2 separate regions of the Xenopus laevis genome follow, and region 1 is linked to region 2. A link is a contact called in public Hi-C data. All regions are on one chromosome and are shown on one strand. The core of a region is the stretch at or near the end of the contact, and the rest is flanking DNA. Distances in the headings are between cores, read along the strand shown.

What was found. Hi-C and Micro-C count contacts between places; a contact is called where the count stands out from the background.
Region 1: a Hi-C map of the XTC cell line shows a contact between it and region 2, with 2.7 times the contacts expected there. The contact joins the promoter of gad1.1.L here to the enhancer-like site in region 2. A contact is called at or near these places in 2 of 4 Hi-C or Micro-C datasets (the XL177 cell line and the XTC cell line).

Annotation. Positions count from the first base shown.
Region 1 is chr9_10L:75,637,131-75,643,026 of Xenopus_laevis_v10.1, forward strand. gad1.1.L (glutamate decarboxylase 1) reads left to right here and starts at 2,216. Exons shown (of 17, transcript XM_018233979.2): 1 at 2,216-2,577; 2 at 3,755-3,905. The coding sequence starts at 3,836.
Region 2 is chr9_10L:75,459,469-75,465,083 of Xenopus_laevis_v10.1, forward strand. It overlaps myo3b.L (myosin-IIIb), which reads left to right. Exons shown (of 34, transcript XM_041576285.1): 4 at 1,817-1,921; 5 at 2,164-2,263; 6 at 4,685-4,761. Among protein-coding and RNA genes, the nearest start is that of myo3b.L, 14 kb to the left of the region's middle. Within about 2 kb of position 1,888, at least 1 of the 7 cell types and tissues checked has an H3K27ac peak or open chromatin away from gene starts, as enhancers often do.

The DNA of each region.
Region 1 (5,896 bases), core at 966-3,465, 180 kb after region 2:
TTATTATTTCCAGCCCTCCTCACAGAGCCTCATTTCTAAATAGATTTGTATAGAAAAGCTTAGAATGTGTGACATGATCTCTAGGAGATAACTGAGAGAATAGTTTTTTAATTACATGGAAAGTGGCTTAAAACAAAGTCAAAGTGAAATGTGTATATGAGTAGGACACAAGACGGAAAGCAACAGCTACAGGTCCAAGCTTCCTATGTGTTCCAATGCAAAGACCCTTCTCCACTAATGCACTTTAGCTATTTGATATTAACCATCAGCATGAGGTAGGATGAAAATGGATAGAACTTTTGAAGGTTCAAGAACAAGCTTAGAAGAGGACGTGGGAGTGCCAGACTTATTTAGACCTCCTGCCATGAAACAGCTCAGTGGGATTGTGTATAACACTTAACTACATGGGTAGATATGTGTAAACACACAAAGCATACTGTGAAACCACCAAAGCATCAAAATGCTAACCTAAGAAACAAATGAGCAAGGCTAACCGGGGAAGCAGAAGTAGGAAGAGTGAAGATGGGAGCAGAGAGTGTCAGGAGTCCTTAGATCAAGCAGGCAGAAGAAATGAGTAAATATAAAGTGGAGCAAAAATTTGAAATAATAGCAAAATGGGACAGGAAAAGAAGGGAGATAAGAAAAAGTGAATGGAGAGAGAGAAAAAGAAGGAATAGAGAAGTGGGGCTGGAGAAAGTAAGGGAGAGGTGATGTTTGAAGAGTGGGCAGAATTGGAGCGACACATAAGAATAAAGAATGTAATAAGGAAAACTGGAGAGAAAGAAGTAGAGAAGTGGTCTGGAGAAGATAGTAGGGAGAAGAGTATGACAGAGGGATAAGGATTACTAGCAACAGTGAAAAGAATGAGGAAAAGTTATAACAAATAAGGAATTGTCTAAATAACTAGGCGGGAGTGATGGGACAAGAAGGGTTAAAAAAGGAGAAAGTGATTCAGAAGGGAACATGAGAAGACATAGAAAGAGTAGGAAGCAATAAGGAAAAGAGGAAACAGAGAGGGACGGGCTGAAGTGGAGAAGGTTGGGTGGGTGGTTGATGAAACATTCCTATGCTGTCCTGGCTCAAAACAGGACAAAAATTATAGAAACAAAAAATCTGTTCTGCATTATACAATTCTTGCATGTGTATTATTAGATGCTATGTTTTCGATGTATTTTTTTCACTTTTAGTACCTCCCAGGCAGCAGTGTTACGCGCTCAGGCAGGCTAAGCCCATCACTGTCCATGGTGCTGAAAAGACAGAAGCTTGGAAATTGCTCTGCATTGGGTCACTTTCTCTTACATCCCTCATAATTGACATCTTAGTTTTACTTATTGAAGAAAAAATTCAGATAGTTGATAATATCCTAGGATTTAAGATAAACGCTGTGTGTTTGGTTTATTGTTTATATACCACTAGCAATTGATGGTATCAGCCCCTAAGTCTTTGCCAACTTTAAAGCTAATCATGGGTTTTTCTTTTTTTTTTTCAAACTTGCAGATTAATTTGGAAAATGACTATATATATATATATATATATATATATATATATATATATATATATATATATATATATATATAGACATTCTCTTTATAGAACCTATACATTGTTAAGAACGATTTATTGCAAAAGGCTCATTGTTCATGATATGGATTTATTTGCTAGAACGGTGATGCCCTCTAGTGTCCACTGGGTGACAAAACAAACAACATCCATCATCCCGATGAAATGTATGTAGGATTTAATGACATTAAAAGGACAGCCTGAATATTTGGAGACTGTATTAAACAGTATAAGTTGGGCACGCCTTTTCCAGTTGCTAAAGCAAGAAATCTGATTAAATAAGAAAAAAATAAATGGGTCAAACTATAGGCAGTCAAACTTTAAGAAACGATGAAGACAATAATGCAATGAAAGTGCTAAAATAAAACAAAAATGTGTCTGAGACAAGGGGGAAGTTCAGGGGGGATTTTAAGCAGCCAAGGAGGATAATGAATCAATGTTATGCAATCACAATACTATTGTTTCACCCCGTCTTATAACTTAAGTGTTGATTAACCCCTTTAGCAGGACTCAGGGGAATAACAACTGTATCTCTCTCCCCCCATCTGGATCTGTCTATTGGAACATGGGGGTGGGATAATAGATGAGGGCTTTTCCATGGGAAAAGAGTGTGATGGGTGTATAATGTACAGCCCCAGTATTCCCTACGTACTGCTCTCCAACCTGCAGGCATAAAGGAACAGGGGAAAGTCAGTCACGTTAGCCTGTGGCTGGACACACGAGCTGCTCAGCAAGTGATGTGCTCCCTACACACTGTGTGGACTAAAGGAGGCGCCAGTGACTCATGCCTGCGCACACACACAAACTGCCTCTCCTGCCTGTCTTTAAAATAGCACATCCAAGCACTTGTGGAGGAGACAGGGGCATCCTTAATTCCTTCCTGCGCCCCCATTGACATTCAAACGTCTTTCTTTTCTGGAGTTTGTATAAAGAGGAGTTTATCTGGCTGCTAGGTCCACACTTCAGCCAGTTGGACTAAAGTGTTCTGGATTTGGGTCCCTCCAGGTACAGTAGTAGGTAAGCTGCTCATTTCATTATTTGCTCATATAGATTGACAGGCAGACCGATAAATTATATGATAGACAGATAGTCACAAACAGTCAGACAGATAGATGATAGATAGATAGATAGATAGATAGATAGTTAGATAGATAGATAGATAGATAGATAGATAGATAGATAGATAGATAGATAGATAGATAGATAGAGGATAAGATAGGAATTCTTGCATAAGTGATAATATAACCTGTTACACCATCCTATGCTCACAGCTCTGGCATCTCGTTCAAGGAGGATACAGGGCTCACCTTGCTCTCAGCGATGCCCATAAACCACACATCCTTTCATTTGATCAATTCATTTCTAATGAATATTTGATTTCATTGGAAGAAACATAAAACCTGTGGAGGGTGACACCAACCTGATCAACACACCGACATTTGGTAAATTGTGCAAAAGCACACAATACTAATGAATCAGTGAGGGTTCTCATTTATTTTAGAGCACCAGAGACATGTTTGTACAAATTTCAGACATCAATGTCTTTGTATTATATATAGAGAGAGAGATAGGGTGGACGTTAGATTAATAAATAGATAGATTCTTACTGTATTTGGTATCTTTAAATGTACATTTAAAAGCTTTTAACAGTTTTCTGCTTTATGATACAAATAACTTTAATATCTATATTAAATGCATTACCTACCTTCAGTGCAGCCCAACACACAAACAGGTATAATTTTAGGGGGAATCAGAGACACAAAAGGCATATTTATCAAGCCAGTATTTCTAGATCTCTCTGTATTCTTTGTGTTGAAATAATTTGGTGTGCTAATCCTCCCCTGTCCCTGTGCAATTCCCCCCGACACAAGTCATTATGAGAGAGCTCAGTGCCCATTGATATAATTACTGGAGATCGCATGCTCCACTGAGCCAGTCTGTTCTACACAGGACAAATCGCTTAGGCAAAAGCCTGGAAATAATGTCACTTCAAACGACTTTTGCCTCCTTGGAGCCCTCAATGCCAGAGATGGCCTAAGAAGTTCTCCCTTTGTTAGCCAAGTGCTCGCAGCAGAATTAGGATCTAGGTCATTGCCACCAGGACACTGACTTGCCATTGGCATCTTCATTTAAGTTGGATCTATTGAGTCTGTGCTTTCTTGGTCTTAACAATGACTTCCCTTCTATGTTTGAGGTGGATCTCGCTATCCAGTCTTCAAAGAGGATTGTGAACATTAGGCAAAATCATCAGTCCAAAAGGATTGTCTCTGGAGAGATGGCATCGTCTTCCCCTTCATCGTCCGACACCAACCAAGACACCAACCCCATCAATCTGCGACCCACAAGTAGGAAACCATTATTTTGTATTCATCCTTCCATTTAGCAGAACAAGGGGAAATGCAATAAAATAAAACTGAATGTCCCCTTTCCCGTGTGGGAAGCTGTATGTTTGGAGGGTGATTTATTTAAGTCACAAAAGTAAAATGTAGCATAAAAAAAGAAAATCTGTCAGGATTTTGCTGGTGATTTGAATCACAATCTGTGCAATTTGCTGGTTTTATGTTCTTTCTGTACAATCTATAATCACCCAGCATTTTGTTAGTAATTACAGCTACTGGGGACTAAATTACATGTAAGTGGATGGCATTGTACTTGGCAATAGGAGCAGGCTGGGGGGTTAAATTTACCCCCAGCTCTGCCTGACCAATTTAGGCTACTCTGTTGAAAAGGGGGAAGGTGGGTGAGGTGATCACCATAGACAAAGAGAGGGAAGGGAGTGTGGCTGTGAGTCTGAGGAGGATGCAGGGGCTCTGATGCATGAACAGAGAGTCATTATTGTGATCATTCTGGAACGAAATAGAATGGAGGGGGGGAATCAAACTCACAAATCAGAGAAAGAAACAATAAAGGCATTTGCCTTGAGCTCTCTGGACATTGCACTGTGTTCTTAATAGATGGTATTAATCTGAATAGACTTCATTAGCCAATAAAAACCTTTAGCCTTTAGTCGATGGGACCTGCAGAGATTTTACGTTGTGACTTGTTTATTGGTCTTCTTATAAAACTTTGTGTTGTGCTGGCGAATGCCAATCTAATCATGTGAGCTAGGAAAGGGTTAATAAAATGTCCTGGTGTACGGTCTTGGTGAGGGAGAGCAATCGGCTGGGGGTTTAATCAGATACCCAGAATGCTCTCTGCCTGTCCCCGCTGGTTATGGGATGAGGAATGCCTGAATTCACGTAACTGAAATAATTCTCTTTTTTTCCGGGGTCATTCATTTAGCCCTGAGCCCCAATACACCCCTCGCATGTGACTGCCGTCTCAGCCCTATCCAGTGGTGGGAGAGACCCCCCTTGCCCCCACACATACCTGTCTGCCACCCTGTGCTCTTCCTCCATCGTTGTCTCTATACAATCTTTGGGAGCAGTTAGGTTGCATTTATTTGCTTCAGGGAAACTGATTTATCTCTGGTTATTGTTCAGGAAATATATTACTTCAGTTCTGCTTTATAAGTCTGAGGCTTCAATATTTATATATAATTATATACAGTATTCAAGAATCACTCCTGCCTACCTGGAGTCTACAAGAAGCCTGTTGGCAAAGAAAAGATACATTGTCTATCTATTTATCTATTTATCTCTCTATCTTTGTATCTATCCATCTATCATCATAACCCATTATCTTTCTCTATATAATTTATTTAATATCATCTAGCCATAACTGTTATTGATGTGTCTGTCTGTGTAGGTAAATCTGCCAAGCTATTTGATTATTCATCATTGATTCTCTTTCTATATATATATTCATGTACATATTACCTACCTCTATCTCCATGAATGCTTTCTGTATCATGATTAACTACATTTAAAAAATATCAGTTTATCTATGTGTATTTAATTCATATAATTTCTATTTAATCATTTAATTTGTATCATGTGTTTGTTACAATTATAGATTATTTCATGCATGTATCTATATTTGTTGTTTAAATCAGGCTTTGTATACATTTGTCAAGAATCTATATATCATCTGATCATGTGGCATGTCTATTATTTGTCTGATCTATTGATAATTCGTTTATCTAGATTTTTATATATTCATATATGTCCTATTTTCTATCTATCTATCTATCTATCTATCTATCTATCTATCTATCATCATCATCTATTTATCTCTGTTATGTATTTAATATAATTGATTTAGCTATCTTTTTATAACTTATGTCCATATAACTAGTGTTTATAGCTATCCATGTCAATTATCTATACGCCTGTTTGTTGAGCTATCTAAATCTCTGTCTGAGCTACATGATCATTGATGTAGCTGTTTTTCTATA
Region 2 (5,615 bases), core at 638-3,137:
ACTCAAAGGGTTAGAAGATGTCTGGTATAAAATAAAATCCAATAAAAGATGGGCATATTATTTGTAAAGTGGATATATCTTTCTGTTGTTACATGGTGTTCATATGTAATCAGGAAACATGCCAGGGAAATCATGCTGAGGACAGGGATGGTTTAGAAGCTAATGTTGTGGGTAAAAACACATCCACAAAGGACCTAATTCCTGCTTTTTATCATCACCTCTGATGTATGGCCCTGCGCTAATGGAAACTGCCTGCAAGGAGCGGTGCTTTCCTGGATCAGAATGTTTCATCTCCAGTGATGTCAGAGCATGCCATCAAGTCTATGTATAGAGATATGGCTGCTGTCTATTTTATATGGCCTGCCAGTGGGGGCAGTGATGCAGCAAAGGCTTCAAATGACTGTAATTTGTTGCCTCATTGTTATCCAGCACATCAATCTTCTCTCCCTGGCACCTTCGTCATAGCAAACCTGCATTTCTAAAATCCCTTTCATAAGCTCAGTTGTACTTTTCTGTACTTTTCTGTACTTTTCTTTATCAAAACCAAGTCTCATTGATTGCATCTGACTGGGATACATTTCTTCATCCAGCGCAGCATGAGAAAGTACAATAAAGTAAATCTATATCTATGCAGAAAATTAGACGCAATTGATTCTTGCCATTTTCTGCCCAATCTAACCTTATTGACTGTACCTTAAGCTAATTAATATAGGAAATTATCCCCACCTACTGTAAAATATATATGGCTATTAGAAGTTACTGAGGAGTCTAATAATCAAAGGAAGGTATGAAGTCACAGGCTGCCGCAACTCCTACCACCCTTATATTTCAAATTAAGTGGCACATTATATTGCAGCTTCACTAAGTTCTGTTACACAAGTGACACCACATATCACCATGCATAACTAATGACATCACAACAGGATATATTTTATGGTTTATTTATGGTTTATTTATGGCTTTTCATTGCATTCTATAACTAAATGACTGTAGGATTAATGTGACAGATTAATGTGACAGCCATGATCTCTTAGTAATACGTTATAATAAACTCTAAATAAAATGTTACAGAAAACAGGGTCCCAGTCTACACTGTATCCTGTTGTTGCTGTTTCCTCTTCTTCTCTCAGAGCCACTATCTTTTCAACACACATCCACACACTCTGCCACCTCTCGTCTTAAACCTTTGTATCTTGTTGCTTGTTACCTCTGGAATTCCATCCCCGCATTTCTCTGTAAGGAGCGCTCTCTCAATCTTTTCAAGGAAGAACTCAGATTCTACCTTTTGGAGCACGAGAACATAAGGCTAGTCCTGGCACTTGAGGGACAAGACTGTAACCTTGTACACTTTTGCCCCCAAATTGGTGCCTGTATATTATCCACCCACTTAGACTGTAAGCTCTTTAAGGCAGGGACCTCCTTCCTACTTTCTCTCCTACCACATTGCACTTAAACTGTGTGTATATATATATTTAGTGTATTTATTATATTACTTGTCCGCCCTGTGTGTACACAATATATTTATTTAAAAAGTCATTTACATAAGGAAGTTGAGATAGCATGGGTGGGTGACTATACAACAAAGAAGGCAGAAGACCTCTGCTTCAGAAAGAAAACATCATCTGTGTACTAGATACAAATAACTCATGTCGCATTAAGGATTTGAATTTGAATTACTGATCCTTTTAATCACTCAAACATTTTGTAACATTTTCATTAAGATGTTACATTTTGGCTCAGACTGGGTAATTTATATTGTGATTTCATCTCCCCATAACACCTTCTAATCCTCCTGCCTTGTTTCCTCTCCCTATAGCTGTGCAATGGTGGATCTGTTACAGACCTGGTAAAAAGCATCTTGAAGTGTGGCCAGCGCTTGGATGAAATGATAATCTCCTACATTCTGTACGGAGCTCTCTTGGTAAGATGGCTCATCTAGCACTTAATGGCAGAGTGAATGAAGCTTAAGCTCATTATTCACTTTGGGGTCATGTGGTATTAGGCTAATAGTACCTGCTGTGATTCCCTGTGGGGGTGACAGGCCTTTGCTGGGCCAGGCAGATGTTCTTCAGAATGATTGCAGATTGTTATCATTACGCTTTTAATAGTGCAGTAATTATTTTTAAACAGGGGAGTCATTTTTTTTGTTGCTTTGTCATTCAGGGCCTTCAGCATTTGCACAACAATAGAATCATTCATCGTGACGTCAAAGGGAACAATATTCTCCTCACGACAGAAGGAGGAGTCAAGCTGGTTGACTTTGGTAATGACTGTGTGTCGTGTATTGGCTCCTTGCTCTGTTCATTCAATTGTTTCAATTTGTCGTGAGTGTAGAAGGCTGGGAGAACGCCACAGGTCTAGCGATCACATTCAGCAGGAGCCGCTGGGTACTTTGGCTGTAACAGATGGAGCTCCCTCTGAGTTCCTGTCACATAATCTGTTTTGGGTGGCTGCATATAGTCTTGTTTTAAACTCTAAAAAATAGCAAAGCCCTCATTTACCAACACACTTGCAATCTGCTAGTGTGCCTTCTATTTCTGTGCAGTCACCTCATTTAAATTCAATAATTCCATCTTTTGCATATGAAAAGAAAATGCTTGTTTCCCTCAAATGGTGTTAATAGCCTGGAGCACATTCATTCCCTTTGAGCAGAAGGTAAAATGGTCCTTTGGGTCTGAAAACCAACAGATCCATTTAATTTGTGATTATTGCAGTCGATGTAAGCCTGACTGCAATGAAATAAACGGCTGAAATAGCGTGAGGCAAAGGAAAGGCTTCAGAGAAGGTCTGGATTTTCTTCTAAAGCAGGCATCGTCCTTCAGCCAGGCAGCTGCCACTCAGCTACAGCGCCCACCTACATTGTGATTTAGGGCCAGCAGATTTAGAAAACAACTTTCATTATTGCATCCAATATAATTTAATGCAAGATTTACCCCTTTTTCTTTATACAGTATATGTGAGCATGTGTAGGTTACACTGTAAAAGCTTGGAATATAGATTAAAAGCTTGCATCTACCTATCAAATAAACCAAACAAACAAATAAACAAACCAGTACTCAGAATTCATTTACATTTTTACTGTGCTAAGATAAATAGACTAGCAATGTTGAAAATCATATTTATTAAATATGGGATAGCATTTCCATAATTATATGTAAATTAATTAAGCCTAGGGCTTAAAGGAGAACTAGACCCTAAAGGCAGATACACACGTGGAGATCCGGGGAGATTAGTCGCCCGGGGACAAATTGCCTCTTCTTCTGGCGACTAATCTCCCCGAAGTTTACTGTCGGCTATAATCTAAATCACCGGCAGAATGGCACTTGGACCGATTTGTTTTCTGAAGTCGCCCGAAGTTTCCTCGTGAGCAACTTTGGGCGACTTCGTAAAACGAAGTGTTCCAAGTGGCATCCTGCGGCAATTTACATTCTAGCCAGTGGGAAGGCAGTTCAGGGAGATTAGTCACTGGAAGAAGAGGCGATTTGTCGCCGGGCCACTGAATCTCCCTAAAAACCAATTTGGCTTCGAAACAGTGGCGTAACATGATATTACTGGGCCCCACAGCAAATTATTTTTCAGGCCCCCAAAATGTCCTATACCTCCTGGGCCCCCCTGCAGCCGCAGGGTCTGCTTCCTCTATAGTTACGCCCCTGCTTCGAAATGCTATGTTTTATATATTGAACTTACTGGACCAGCCTAAAGGTTCAGCATCTCTATAACAGTAATGATTCAAGGTTGTCATAAGAGCATTGTGGATTTTGTTAGAAGAGTGTCAGTGTGCTCTGGGTAGTTGTTGAGAATTTAATCTTAGGGGTTGTCACATATCATCAAGCAGAAAATAAAGTTAATCTATAAATTTTTGCTACAGAGCTGATTATTCTGTAGGCCTGAGCTGAGTCAGAATCGGTTCCTCTTTAGTTACATTCTTTGCCCATCATTCCTGTTGAGCATGTTAAAATTAAATGTTCAATAATAAATTCATAATCTCTCAATGGATTACACAATGCCATGCAAGACACAAAAGGAACAGAGCAAAGAAACTTTGTATAGACGTAACTGGGTCTGCACTAGGGAAACACAGCCGCAGTCTTACATGAACAACCACACATTCAAACACAAAAACCCTCTTTCTCTTACAGTCAGGGTCTTTACTTTAAGATCCTTATTCAAGATGGAAGTATAGTCAGTTATTATGTTGTGTACCATAGTGAAGCTGGTTGGCTCCCTGAGAACGTTTAGGGGGCAGCATATTTTACAAAAGTGACCATGGTTTTCATCTGGGAATTACTATTATAGATATGGGACCTGTAATCCAGAATGCTTGGGACCTGGGGTTTTCCGTATAATGGGTCTTTCCATAACTTGGATCTTCATACATTATGTCTACTAGAAAATCATTTAACTATTAAATAGACCTAATAGGCTGGTGTTGTCCCCAAAAATGATTAATTATACAGTATCTTAGTTTAGATCAAGAACAAGGTACTGTTTCATTACAGATAAAAAGGACATTTTTATTTTAAAAAATTGATTATCTTAATAAAATGGAGTTTTAGTTATTCCCTTAATTTGGAGCTTTCTGTATAACACTTTTCCAGATAATGTATCCCTTATCTGTATTGTTATTTGTTTTAGGGCTGTTTCTTTTGCATTTTTTTAAAACTATTACAACTGTCTGTAACAGGTGTTTCAGCACAACTGACCAGTGCCCGCTTACGGAGAAACACATCTGTGGGGACTCCATTTTGGATGGCCCCAGAAGTAAGTATTCCAATTTGCACATTTTTTATTTTTGTAGTAAATGCTGTCAATTATATATTTTTATAGTAACTCATAATACTCATAGCTATAATAATATTTATAGTTGAATGTTTTAAACCCACATGGATCTTTTTGCTGTTTGTGATACTAAGAGCCCGACATAGGCTTTGCTATATTAGTCTATTGGTTTGTACATAATTTATTATTATGTAGCCCAGTTGCTCTTCCCCATTTATTTTCTCAGTCATCTCTTAGAATACTAATGTCCACTCAGAGTCTCTAATATCATGCATGTACATGCTCATCGCTACTCACATTACTCAATCCTGTTTTATACACTGTCACACAATGTATGTGTGCCATATTTCCATTGTTGTATTGCTACATGCTAACACAAATATTTATTAAAATAATAGCTCTCAGTCATTTCTCCACAATGCCTGCCACTTCTGTGAGTCAAATGTTTGTTTGACAGATTCTTTTCTTGTTAAAGAAAGGCAATCTTCATTCCATTACCAACAGGACATGTGGTTTGGCACCAAATTATAAACTACAATTCCAGTGGAATAGTGTATGTAAATAATATATTCCAGTGTGCTCCATGGTTTTTAGTATTGTGGATAAAGATTATCGATGATTGGGACCCTGACCTTCCTAGCTTTGGAGATGACTTGGTCCTGTCTCTGGTAGACCTTTAAATTGCAAGCATTACTTGAGAACAAATGACTGTTCCTTGTATCTTTTAATTGAAGTGGATGGCCACTGCTTTGAACAAGCATAAAAAATGAATATTGCTAAAAAGATTAAAGGAGATTGCAGAGAACTTTACGGTGTTCTTCAAATTTTTTAGCCGT